Linked DNA regions of Rattus norvegicus: region 1 is linked to region 2. The links are chromatin contacts, called in public Hi-C maps. All regions are on one chromosome and are shown on one strand. The core of a region is the stretch at or near the end of the contact, and the rest is flanking DNA. Distances in the headings are between cores, read along the strand shown.

Region 1 (5,497 bases), core at 2,770-5,269, 66 kb before region 2:
CCCCCCGCGTGGCTCTGCAGGCGCTGCGGCCTCCCACGTAGCGTTTTGAACAGGGTCCGTACTAAGGCAAGAACTAGCGTGGGGAGCGGGCAGGGCGAACAGAGGCTCTAAATCTTCCTTCAATCTGTGAGTGGATGAAGTCTGAGAAACAAATTCAAAGCAGGCGCTCCTGCAGAGCCTTCCTGCAGAAATATTCCCCAGCATTCAAGCGCATCCAGGGGCGGCTCAAGCTGCCTTGTTTGGCTAAGGTCAGACGAGACTCGAGTTCTCCAATAAAAATAAATCTCAAATTAATTATGGCCTCGAGCGAGAGGCCAGACACTTGAAGCTGCAGTTGTGCAGTCTGGAGTTTTGGCGTTTGCCTGCCAACCCCTTCCCCCATCCCCCTCCTCCACGTCTTCCCCTCCTGCTTTGCCAGCTAGATACCCTCTGAATCGGTGGGAGAAGAGAATGCAACGAGAAGGCTCCGCCAGAGACGCTTTGCCAGACCTGGCATCTTTAGGAACTTCAAATGACCCAGATGTCATCGGGTCCGGAGGCACCCCAGGGATCGGGCTCCGAGTGTCTTGTCCTCCCACTCCCGTCCCAGACTAGGACCAAAGAAGCCCGGGAAGCTTGCGTCTGGAAAGTCTTGACCCGGTCAAAAGGGCTGACATTGAGCGAGCCAAGACACGTTTTGTCGGCCGTTTCCCTCCCTGGGGAAGCAGGACTTCCGCATCTTTGAAATTGTCAAGTGTATATAAAGCAAGCCCTCTCATCAGTGCGTTAATGAAAACTCTCCAAATCCCTGTGCTTCCTAACTGTTCACCTACGCGTGTGTGTCTTCCACACAACTTAGAAATGAACTCCAAGATGCTTTGTTGTTGGAATAATTTTTTTCCAGTTTGTGCCTTCAAAAAAATTTTTTTAGCATGGCTTTTTTGGCTAGGAGCTTCCCCTGACTTGAAAATTAAGAATGGGCTGGTGGAACAGCAGTGAAGGTACTGGTACCAACGCCTAGCCCCCAGCCCTGCCCAGTCTGGGAAAGAGTGAAGCCCACAGTCCTTAGAGCGCCAGGAAAGAGGGCGTGCACCACTGTGTGGGCAGGGGCTGCCATTCCTGAGCTGGACTGGTAGACAGGGAAGAGAAGAGCTGGAGAGAGCCAGAAAGGGGTGGGGGGTAGGAAAGGGAAGGCGAGTGAGAAGCAAGAGAAGGGGAGGGACCTGCCCTCTCCCAGCGCAAAACAGTTTTCTTTTGCAGCAGGCCTCACCGCAGGCTCTCTATCAATTTGTCTCAATGCAAACATTCAAAATATTCTCTTTGGCTGCTCATGAAAACAACGTGAGCTGCCAGGATCAAACCATCTTTCCAGATGTCTGGTGGTAACCACATTAAACAGGGCAGACTTGTTTACTGTTGTGTTTGGTTAGGGCTTTTCCCCCCTTCGGGATTTAAAAGAGAACCAGGAGGATCAAGTGGAGCACCATACCCAGAGCAAACTCGCCCACCGGAGCAACAACAGGGGATGGAAGGGATCTGACGTTCTATCCCAGATCTGTTCAAAACTGGGGGCGGGGGGGGGGGCGGTGCCTCCTTCTGTGTGGAGAACCCAGTGAACGGAGCAGGTACCGACAGAGGTGTTGGTGGTAAAATGCCATTAGACTGCAGTGACACCTATGCCTGCCATGCCCAGGGGGTGCCTATGGTAGCGCCCCCTCCCCCGCCCCAAAATTGTGAAATTGCTTCAGTGTCCATTTTGCAGGCAGTGACCAAAAAAAAAAAAAAAAAAAAAAAACAACAACAACAAAAACAAAATGAAACTCCCTAGCTGAGATGGGGGTTCAAGAGAAGGGGTTGTACTCAGTGAAATTAGGGGTTATTCCAGGAAATTATTCCAGAGAATGGTACTCAGCAATGAAGATGACTGTCATTTGCCAGATCAGCAGAAGTTGAAAAGGAAAACCTGGCGATTGTCTGCTACTTGGCGGTTATTGGGGGGGGGGGTGAGTGATTAAATGTGGATTGGCTATTTGTGCCCTCTGTAACTGTCCAGTGCCTGGAAGGAGACAGACCCTCTGCATGTTGAAGTAAACACTCCTTTCGGGCAGAAAGAGACACAGTATAGCTTGGGTGCACCCTCCTGAAAGCTAGTGTCGTTTGAATGTCTGTAGAGTCCGGGCTGAAAAGGAAACAATTTGGGGTTTGAAAGGATGTAATTCATTCTTCCTTTCCCTTTAACCTCTTTCCTCTCTGGAAGGCATGTGGAAGCGCTGAAGGGAAGAGCAAGAGGGCGGGCAGCCCGGCCGCAGGCAGGAAAGGGTTAAGCCTGATTTCTTTTAATTGAACTCCAGAACTGGTGGCCCCAGGCAAAGGGGGGGACTGACCCCGCTAGCGGTAACCAGATGTGGCGGTCCCAGGGGAGCCCCGGAGCAGACCCCTGGATTGAGAAGCAGACAGGAGGAGGGGGAGTGGGCCCGGCCCGGCCCCCACCCCCCACAGTAAACCGAGTCTCAATTGCTGGCAGGCTGCACCGCCACTCCAGGTCTGGTCACGTTCAGACCCGTGTCTGTATTCGAACCCCAAATTGGAGCTGAATTGATGAGACTAATTTGGATGGGGGGAGGGGGGCGGGAGGGAGGCGAGCGAGCGCAATTGCTCCTGAAGAAATAAAGAATTAATAAGTCACCTTTTTTGCCGCCGTGGACACCCTTTTGATTTTTTTTTCTTCCCAATTTATTCGGATCTGCTCTGGAGTTTTCCCCTCTTTTCCCGGGAGGACTCTTAAATAAAAGTGAGAAAGTCCACAGCGTGGTCTGAAGAGCGTGGAAAAGGTAACCTGTTTTCGAAGTCTGGGAGATGGGAGTCAGGCCATGAGCGCCGGTACCCCAGAGAAGCCCTAACTAGAGTGCTCCCGGGTCCAGCATGGGAGGCGGGGGGGGGCGGGGGGGCGGATAGCAGAGGGAGCCGAGCCTGTAAAGCGGGCCACGCCGCTGGGTGGGGGTGACAGTCCCTAGCTTGGACCCATAGACCGTCCGCTCTCATCCAAGGTTGGGTCTCTGCTGAGCCGCATCTTGACGCGCTCCCGGGTCCTGTTGCGTAGTGTGGAAGGCAAGCTCGCCCCTCGTCAGTTCCTTGGGGGCTGCGCTGGTATTGAAGGGCTTGGGCCGTGGGGTCCAGAAAGGTGTATTTAACCCAAGAAGGCTTGGATAAGTGACCTAGGTTGCGGCTGGTATACCTCCTTAGCCGGCTGGAGCCCGGAGGGCGCGCCTAAGCATGGGCACCTCTCTGCTAACAATGCTTGAGGTAGTGAGTCACACCCTTGACAGGTCAGGTCCTCCGGACTCTGAGCCGCTTCGGAGACTAGCGCTTGGATGCGAAGAGTCCTTCGGGTTTTCTCTTTTTCTTTCCTTTCCTTTCCTTTCCTTTCCTTTCCTTTCCTTTCCTTTCCTTTCCTTTTCTTTCTCTCCTTTTTTCCTTCCTTCCTTCCTTCCTCCCTCCCTTCCTTCCTTCCCTTCTTCCTTTTTAAAAATGGTAGGTTTGCCTTCTTCTGCGTCTGAACCTCCTCTGGCAGTTGACGTCGCCAGGTTATCCCCTGTCCTAGCACTCTCCCGCCTTCTTCCTCCCATCCCCAAAAAAGTTTGACTCCGGCTGGAAAAAGCATTAATGAATGTATCTGTGGGAAGAAACGGAAAGTGAATGAGTCAAAAGGGCCACCTTCGGCCAAAGGCCCAAGGGGAAGGAAAGAAGCCAGAGGCGTTTGGCTTTGGATTTGGGGGGGAAGGTGATGGGGGAGTTGCAGACTTCAGGAATCAGGGAGCGGATACTGGGCGTGGACCCCGTCATTGTTCCTGGCCAGCTCTTATCTCCCAGGAGCAAGTATCCTGTGTGCGCAGTGCATGAATGTATCTGGGCATCTCGCGTATATTTATATAGCGAGTGATGCGAAAAGCAGGGCGAGGAGAGGAAGAGGGGGGTGTGGGGGAGGGAAGACAAGAGAGAGCAGAGAAGAGAGAGGAGAGGGCGAGATGAGAGAGAGAGAGAGAGAGAGAGAGAGAGAGAGAGAGAGAGAGAGATAGGACTTCCTCCCCGATCGCAAAGTGAAGTCACTTCCCAAAATTAGCTGAAAAAAAGTTTCATCCGGTTAACTGTCTCTTTTTCGATCCGCTACAACAACAAACGTGCACAGGGGAGCGAGGGCAGGGTGCTCACAGGGGGCACTCAGAGAGGGCCCAGGGCGCCAAAGAGGCCGCGCCGGGCTAATCTGAAGGGGCTACGGGGTCAGGCTGTAACCGGGTCAATGTGTGGAATATTGGGGGGCTCGGCTGCAGAATTGGCCAAATGGACGGGACTATTAAGGTAAGCAGCGGGACAGTGGGCGCGGGGCGAGGGCCGACCGGGGAGGCGGGAGGGCTGGGCGCCGGGGTCCCGGAAGACGTGGCCGCTCTCCCTTCCTTCCGCGCCCCGGCTTCGCGCGGTCTCCTCCGGGTAGCGAGTCCCCCATTCCGAGGAGGCCGACCAGCCTTCCCGCCCAGGGCGATCTACCCCTCACTCCTTGCGCCACAGTGGAGTCCCACGGGCTCCCACTGCGCCGCCTGAGGGGCTGAGAGACCCGGCAGCTGAAACCTGGGACCCCGGGCGCGGACCAGAGTCTAGGGCGGGAGATCGCCCGGTCGGTTCCCACCCGGCACCCAGACGACCTGGCCCCGGCGCCAGGCACTCGTCTGGCGGCCAGCTTCCTCACGCCAGAGGCCGAGATCAGCGCGGGCAGGAGTAGCGTTCGCCGCCGGCTGGGGTCTCCGGATCCCCGGGGCGAGTTAGAGGATTAGTTGCGGGAGGGGAGGGGTGCAAGGGAGGGTGTCTGAGGGTCCGTCTGAGCCGGAGGGTCCAGATGGAAGCCCCTGTTTACATGTCAGCCCGATCGGTTTCTCTTCCCCCCTCTCACTGCTGCTGACGGGCGATTTGCGGACGCCGGCTGCCGGGAGCTAACGGGCCCGCCTCGCTGTTCCTCGGGCTAGGAATCTCCTGGTTCTCCGGGCTCCTCTGTGCCTCAGATCCCGCACACTGTGCTTGCGCCAGCTTCAGAGCCAGGGATCCAGGAGCTGTCCTCTCAGTAAGAATTAAACTCCTTCACAGCCGTCCGCCTGCGGTGGCTGGTTCAGAGGCCATGGCCTGGGGCTTGCCGATTCCACCCCCAACCCCCATCCGCGCCGGCCCAGCTTGGGTCTAGGTTGCAAAGTGCAGCCCAGGAGACCCGTGAGTCTGGGTTCCCTGTCACGCTTCAGAAAGGCAGAGTGCTCCCTCTGAAAGAGGGAAGTAGGGCCAGGAGCAGAGAGGAGGGACACCCCCTAACGTGACTAGCCTAAGAGGAGTTGGGAGAATGAATGAGACCAGACGTTAGCTTCAAGGCTACACATCAAGCAGGAATTGCTCTGGAAAAACTATCAGGCTGGTGAGGTGGGGACTGGCAGGGCCGCCATTCTCCAGAACCCAGAGGAATCCACTTCCTACTCATGGCTTG
Region 2 (5,345 bases), core at 2,090-4,589:
TTCCCAAGTGGAATCACAGTCTAAGTTACAGGTGGTTAGGGATTGGATAGACAGACTTGAGGGGAAGCAGAATCCAGCATGAAACAAGAACCCAACAGAACCCTTGTTTGAACACGAATAGTCCTCATTGCTAGTCTTTCTGGGGTTCTGCGCTTAGTGTTGCCATAGCCGTTTCCCATAGATTATTCCATCTTCCCTTCGCAATCAGATTACGTGGAATGCAATATGTAGATGAGGAGGCAATTATAGATGCTAACATCTCTTCTCAAACATGATTAGCTTTCTTTTGTGCACGACTTCGCTCTGGTGAATGTTGTACTCCAGCCTTGGATCCCGGTGGCTTACATGTGCTTTGTAATAGTGGGAGGATATGATTTTCATGCTTTTACCAGCACACAGTCTCTGGGAAGAGTAAAGCTACGTTCCTTAGTCTGTTACCAAAAGCCTTCTGAGTCAGAAGGTGGAATAGCATAAATGGGAAAGCCAGGGTCTCTTACGGAGACCTTCACGAACTGCCCTTCCTGTATATCTGAACTTCCTCCTGAATTATTTGGCTGAACCATCAACATTAAGATCTGCAGGGCACACTCTTACCTGGTAGCCAATCCTGAGCACAACACTGTTCATTCGTACCAAACGCTTGGACCACAGTTACTCATTTAATTCACCTGGAAAATCAGCCAAAAAAATAACTATTCATCCTTACTGATTGGGGACACTGAAATCGACCCAGCTGAAGTCCTGGGCTCCCTGATTCCCTAACGCTCTGATGGCTCTCCATGGCCTCACTTGTGAAATAAATTCTCATTTTGCATCTCTCCTAGCAACCTGACTAAGCCACACAGTTAGTAAACTGTGCCACTGTCTATGTCTGGAAGCTAGAAACAACACTGGTACCACCCGTTCCAACACTGTGTTCAGCCACCCCGTCTCTGTTCTCCTTTGTGGGGCTTCTAGCTTGCGCACTCAACGAGTCCACCCGTTTCTAGTGCTCTTCCAATCCAGTGCTCAGACTCCTTTCTGCCCACGCAGGGGTAAGCCTGCCCTGACACTGTGAGCCTATTACCTTGGACAACTGCGGCTTCATGAGAGGGCCGCCCTGTGCCACTGTGATATCTTGGAGCAGAGGTGTCGCAGCCATGTTTGACAATTGATACTGAACTCCCTGTCTCTTCTCCCCTTTTGCAGGAGGCTCTGTCAGTGGTGAGTGACGACCAGTCCCTTTTTGATTCAGCATACGGAGCGGCCGCCCATCTCCCCAAGGCAGATATGACTGCTTCGGGGAGTCCTGACTACGGGCAGCCCCACAAAATCAACCCCCTGCCACCACAGCAGGAGTGGATCAACCAGCCAGTGAGGGTCAATGTCAAGCGGGAATATGATCACATGAATGGATCCAGGTGAGCCTGCTAGAGTTGACCAATCCTTATGAGGCCAGAGGAGCCTGAGTGTAATTCCTCCCTGGACCACCTTGTCAAAGTAGCAGACGGGACTCTGGGGCTGACCTGAGAGTGTGTGTGTCAGTTCCTAGTCATTGAGGTAATCAAGGTCTACAGAACTGAGTGGAGTGGGATCAGAAAGCTCACCTGGTTCTCAGGGTCCAGATGTAGCCCATAGAAGCCAAGTTAGGGTCAGGCCTCAAGACCCCAGTACTCAGTGTGCTTGGCGTCGAGATTTGACCCAGGTCCAGACCCTCAAGAAAAACAGCAGAGCAACAAGATGCTTTTCCTGTGCTGTTGAGAATGTTTAACGTCTCTGGGTGGCACTAACCAGAGCAAAGATGACCCAACAATTCTTCCAGTAAAAAGTGGAAAAGTGGTGAGAAAGACAGACAGTATGCCAGGAAGCCAGCCTCACACATGGGAAGAGTGTGGTGTGTGTGTGTGTGTGTGTGTGTGTGTGTGTGTGTGTGTGTGTGTGTGTGTGTTTAGGAAAGGCCAGCTACAACCTCGCTTAGGGAACTGGGAAGGAGAATTCAGGGATAAGGAACACACTGAAGCAAGGTGAACAATCCCATGGTCAGGAAGCTCAAACTTCAGGGACTACCTCTATATTTTGGCTAAATTTTCTAAATCTATCTGAGTACCAGCTTTCCCTTGTCTAAGCCAGAACCAGAACACCTACTTTTTAACATGCTTATCGAGTACGCTGTCGTAAAGAAAGGACCCAGGACAGTGTCTGTGGCTCCCAAGTGCTCAACAGTATTAGTGACCAATACACAGAGCCACAAAAGAGAAAGCTGTAGCCTAGTTCATTACCTGATAATTCCCAGTGGATCCCCAGGTAATCCACTCAGCCTGAAGCAAAAGGGCATGAAAGTAAAAGCAAGTGAGTAAATGCCAGACAAGACCTTGGATGATAGGCTAAGAATTCAGCTTATTCCATCAGCAGAGGCTGGCCCTCAGTACTGGCAGGACACTAAGTATCATCAGACCCATGAGTCAAAGCTGATGAGGTGACAATCATTGTCCTGCAGGGATTGGTGACAGGAGTGTCAGAAAGATAAGAAGTTACTAAAATAGTCCAGATAAGAAATCAAAGTTCTGGGCTAGGGTTACAGTAAAATGACAGAAACTCAGAAAAGATGCATAAAGAACATGTCAGAGGTTAGTTACAAGAGCTTGGACTTAATAAATATTGAGAGGTGGGAACCAGGGGCTGCTGGGTCCGGACCTTTGAAAAGTAAATGCAGTGAGCGGCCACAGGCAGGTGGGAAGGGGTGGTGCCCTGAGGAGAGATGTCCTTTAGTGTCCTCTCTGAGCAAGTGGACGGTCTTGATGAAAAAGTGGACTCATCTCTAGATGAAAATGTCTACTGGGTTTAGGAAGCCAAAGCCCATAGGATTTGGGGCTGGAATTGAGGCTTAGGCATACTCTCCGGGAGGCTTAACTGTGAAAGTGAGTCATGGAGGAAACTAGTCCGGAGAGAGGCAGGAGGAAGGAGGGAGGGGGCTGCTGGGGCTGCTGCAAGGGAGTTCCTCCTTGTAGCTGTCTCAGAGCTAACTGCCTTCCAGAACCCTCAGCCCTGCTGCCACACTTCTATCCCATTAATTAAAACCAGGAAGTGAGACCTTGGCCACCCTTCCAAGAGCCTAGGGTTAGGGAAGCTCAGAGGAACTTAGCCTTGAGACCTCCATGCTGAATCACGCTATGCCATGATTCCAGCAAGTCCAGTCTCAGGGGATAGTCTATCAAATATTTTTATCCAGTCTTATATCACTGCTCCCTACTGATCTCCCAGGAGGCCAAGATTCTCACCCTGTTACCATATAGAAAGGAACCCAAGAGAAGCCAAGCTGGTGCTAGCCCAGGCTTTCCGGTTCCTTCCGCATCTTGCTGCCCCTCCCTCTCTGCCTGTGCGTCATGGTTCTGCCCCATGATCTCATTCTGTCAGCACCCTCCAGGGATGAGGCCAGTTCAGAAATGCCAAACTGCCTGTGCCACAAGGCTCTCCTGCTCCCTATTGAAAACTCTAGGTCCTAATATTGGAGAGTTTATAGTCCCGTTGTATCCTGTATCAACAGGATACAGCTATTACTATCTAGCTATTACTGCCGGCCAAGGCCATCCCTGTGCTCCACTCTATCCCTTCCTTGCCTGACACCTAATCTCTCAACAGAAAACAGTGAAAGCCACCCATCCTTTCACAGCAGTAACCGTCTTGCTAAAAAACTTTAGCCTCTTAGTCAGAATCTAAAGTCTTAGCTAAGTCCCACCACGTGTCCCAGATACTCCCTGGCTCCTGCCTTCCTCTACGCCACCACAGAAGACACTGACTGTTCCTGGAAACCCTAGCACACCACTGTCTCAGCTTATCTTCCCCAGGTTCCTTCTTTCTAGAACATTTCTTCTCCATTTATTCATATGACTCTCTTGGGGTTTTGCCCTTACACCACCTCCTCAAAACCCCCAACACGCCCCTGATCTAAAACAGTACCCTGTCACTCTCTTTCCCTGGTGGATTATTAAAGTTGCCTCTTCCCTCAGTAGAACCTGGGCAGGGCTTTTGTTCACTGAGCAGAGCTCATGTGTTTGTGAAGGAAAAAGCTAAATGGGGTACAGAAGAGCAGGCCAAGGTCATGTTGTTTCTTCAAGGTCGTGCCCCGTAGGTATAGGTTGAGTCTCCCTTACCTGAAACCTTTGACACGTGTCTCAGGTTCTTTCAGATTTGGGGATGTTTGTTTACACATAGTGTAACAGGTATCTATGTATGATATTCACTGTTTTGTATGCATGTGTGCTCACTGCCCAACAGTAAAACTGTAGTTTGGTGCATTTGAGTTTGGACTCTGGACTCTCTTGTGAATCAGGTATGGAACTTTCCTCCTGTGGCCTCCTGCTAGTACCCAAAAGATACTTCAGATCGAGAATCTGAGGAACAGATGTTCACGTGCACGATTCCCCGAGGTCACAATGCTCAGGCAGGCCTTCCGAGCTCTGCTGAGTTCGCCCTATGCTTTTGAAGCATGTCTGTATCACTGAGCTCGCCGTCCCCATCCCTGTCACCTGGGTGCTCCTGGACCCTCCAGGATATGATTTCAAAGCTGAGAAAATCCTTCCAAAAATAAAAGCCTCCGGACCCATTTTCCAGGTCATACCTAGTGTTAGTCAGACAGACACAAGCTAGAAGAAGCCTGTGTAAGTTGCCTGGCTTTGGGTGTAGAGTTTCACCTTCTGTGCTGAAGGAAAGATCTAGTGGAGTCTGGAGCCCACCAGACAGGCATAGCCATGGACGGCACCTAATCGATACCTTCAAGCTCTCACAATAAAGAGCCAGGGCTCAAGGATTTTCAGAAAGACGCCTTTATTCGGGATAAAGCCGTGCCTGGCCTTAACTTATCACTTAACTATGGGAAATAATGGTGGCATGCCCCTGTGATCCCAGCTGCTGAGGAGGCGTACTGGATCTCCTCAGCTGCTGAGCTGGATCTCCCAGGCTTGCTGGACAGCCTGCTAGCTAAGCTGAAGACCCTATATCACAAAAAGGTAAATGCTTTCTGAGGAACGATACCCAAGGCTGTCCTTTGCTCCCCACAGGCATGTCCACCAGCATAGAAATGCATGCGTATATTTATGCACACTAATATATATGTATATATATGTATATGTATATATATGGAGAGACAGACAGACAGAGAGATAGACAGACAGGCAGAGATTTAGAGAGACAGAAAATAGGAACAAAGACAGAGAAACAGGCATAGAAACAAACATAAAGAAACAGGGACAGAGAGAGAGAGAGAGAGAGAGAGAGAGAGAGAGAGAGAGAGAGAGAGAGAGAGAGATATGAAATGAATACATAGATGTCAGTCCATTTAAGTTACTCATCCTGAACAATGTACCTCT

Evidence for each region. Hi-C and Micro-C count contacts between places; a contact is called where the count stands out from the background.
Region 1: a contact with region 2 is called in a Hi-C map of liver, with 1.7 times the contacts expected there. The contact joins the promoter of Fli1 here to the enhancer-like site in region 2. A contact is called at or near these places in 2 of 12 Hi-C or Micro-C datasets (liver and prefrontal cortex).

The regions. Positions count from the first base shown.
Region 1 is chr8:39,207,079-39,212,575 of GRCr8, reverse strand. Fli1 (Fli-1 proto-oncogene, ETS transcription factor) reads left to right here and starts at 4,019. Exons shown (of 9, transcript NM_001017381.2): 1 at 4,019-4,335. The coding sequence starts at 4,318.
Region 2 is chr8:39,140,770-39,146,114 of GRCr8, reverse strand. Fli1 (Fli-1 proto-oncogene, ETS transcription factor) reads left to right here. Exons shown (of 9, transcript NM_001017381.2): 2 at 1,189-1,400. Among named protein-coding and RNA genes, the nearest start is that of Fli1, 65 kb to the left of the region's middle. Within about 2 kb of position 3,339, at least 8 of the 93 cell types and tissues checked have an H3K27ac peak or open chromatin away from gene starts, as enhancers often do. A contact at or near this core is called in liver, where this site is marked.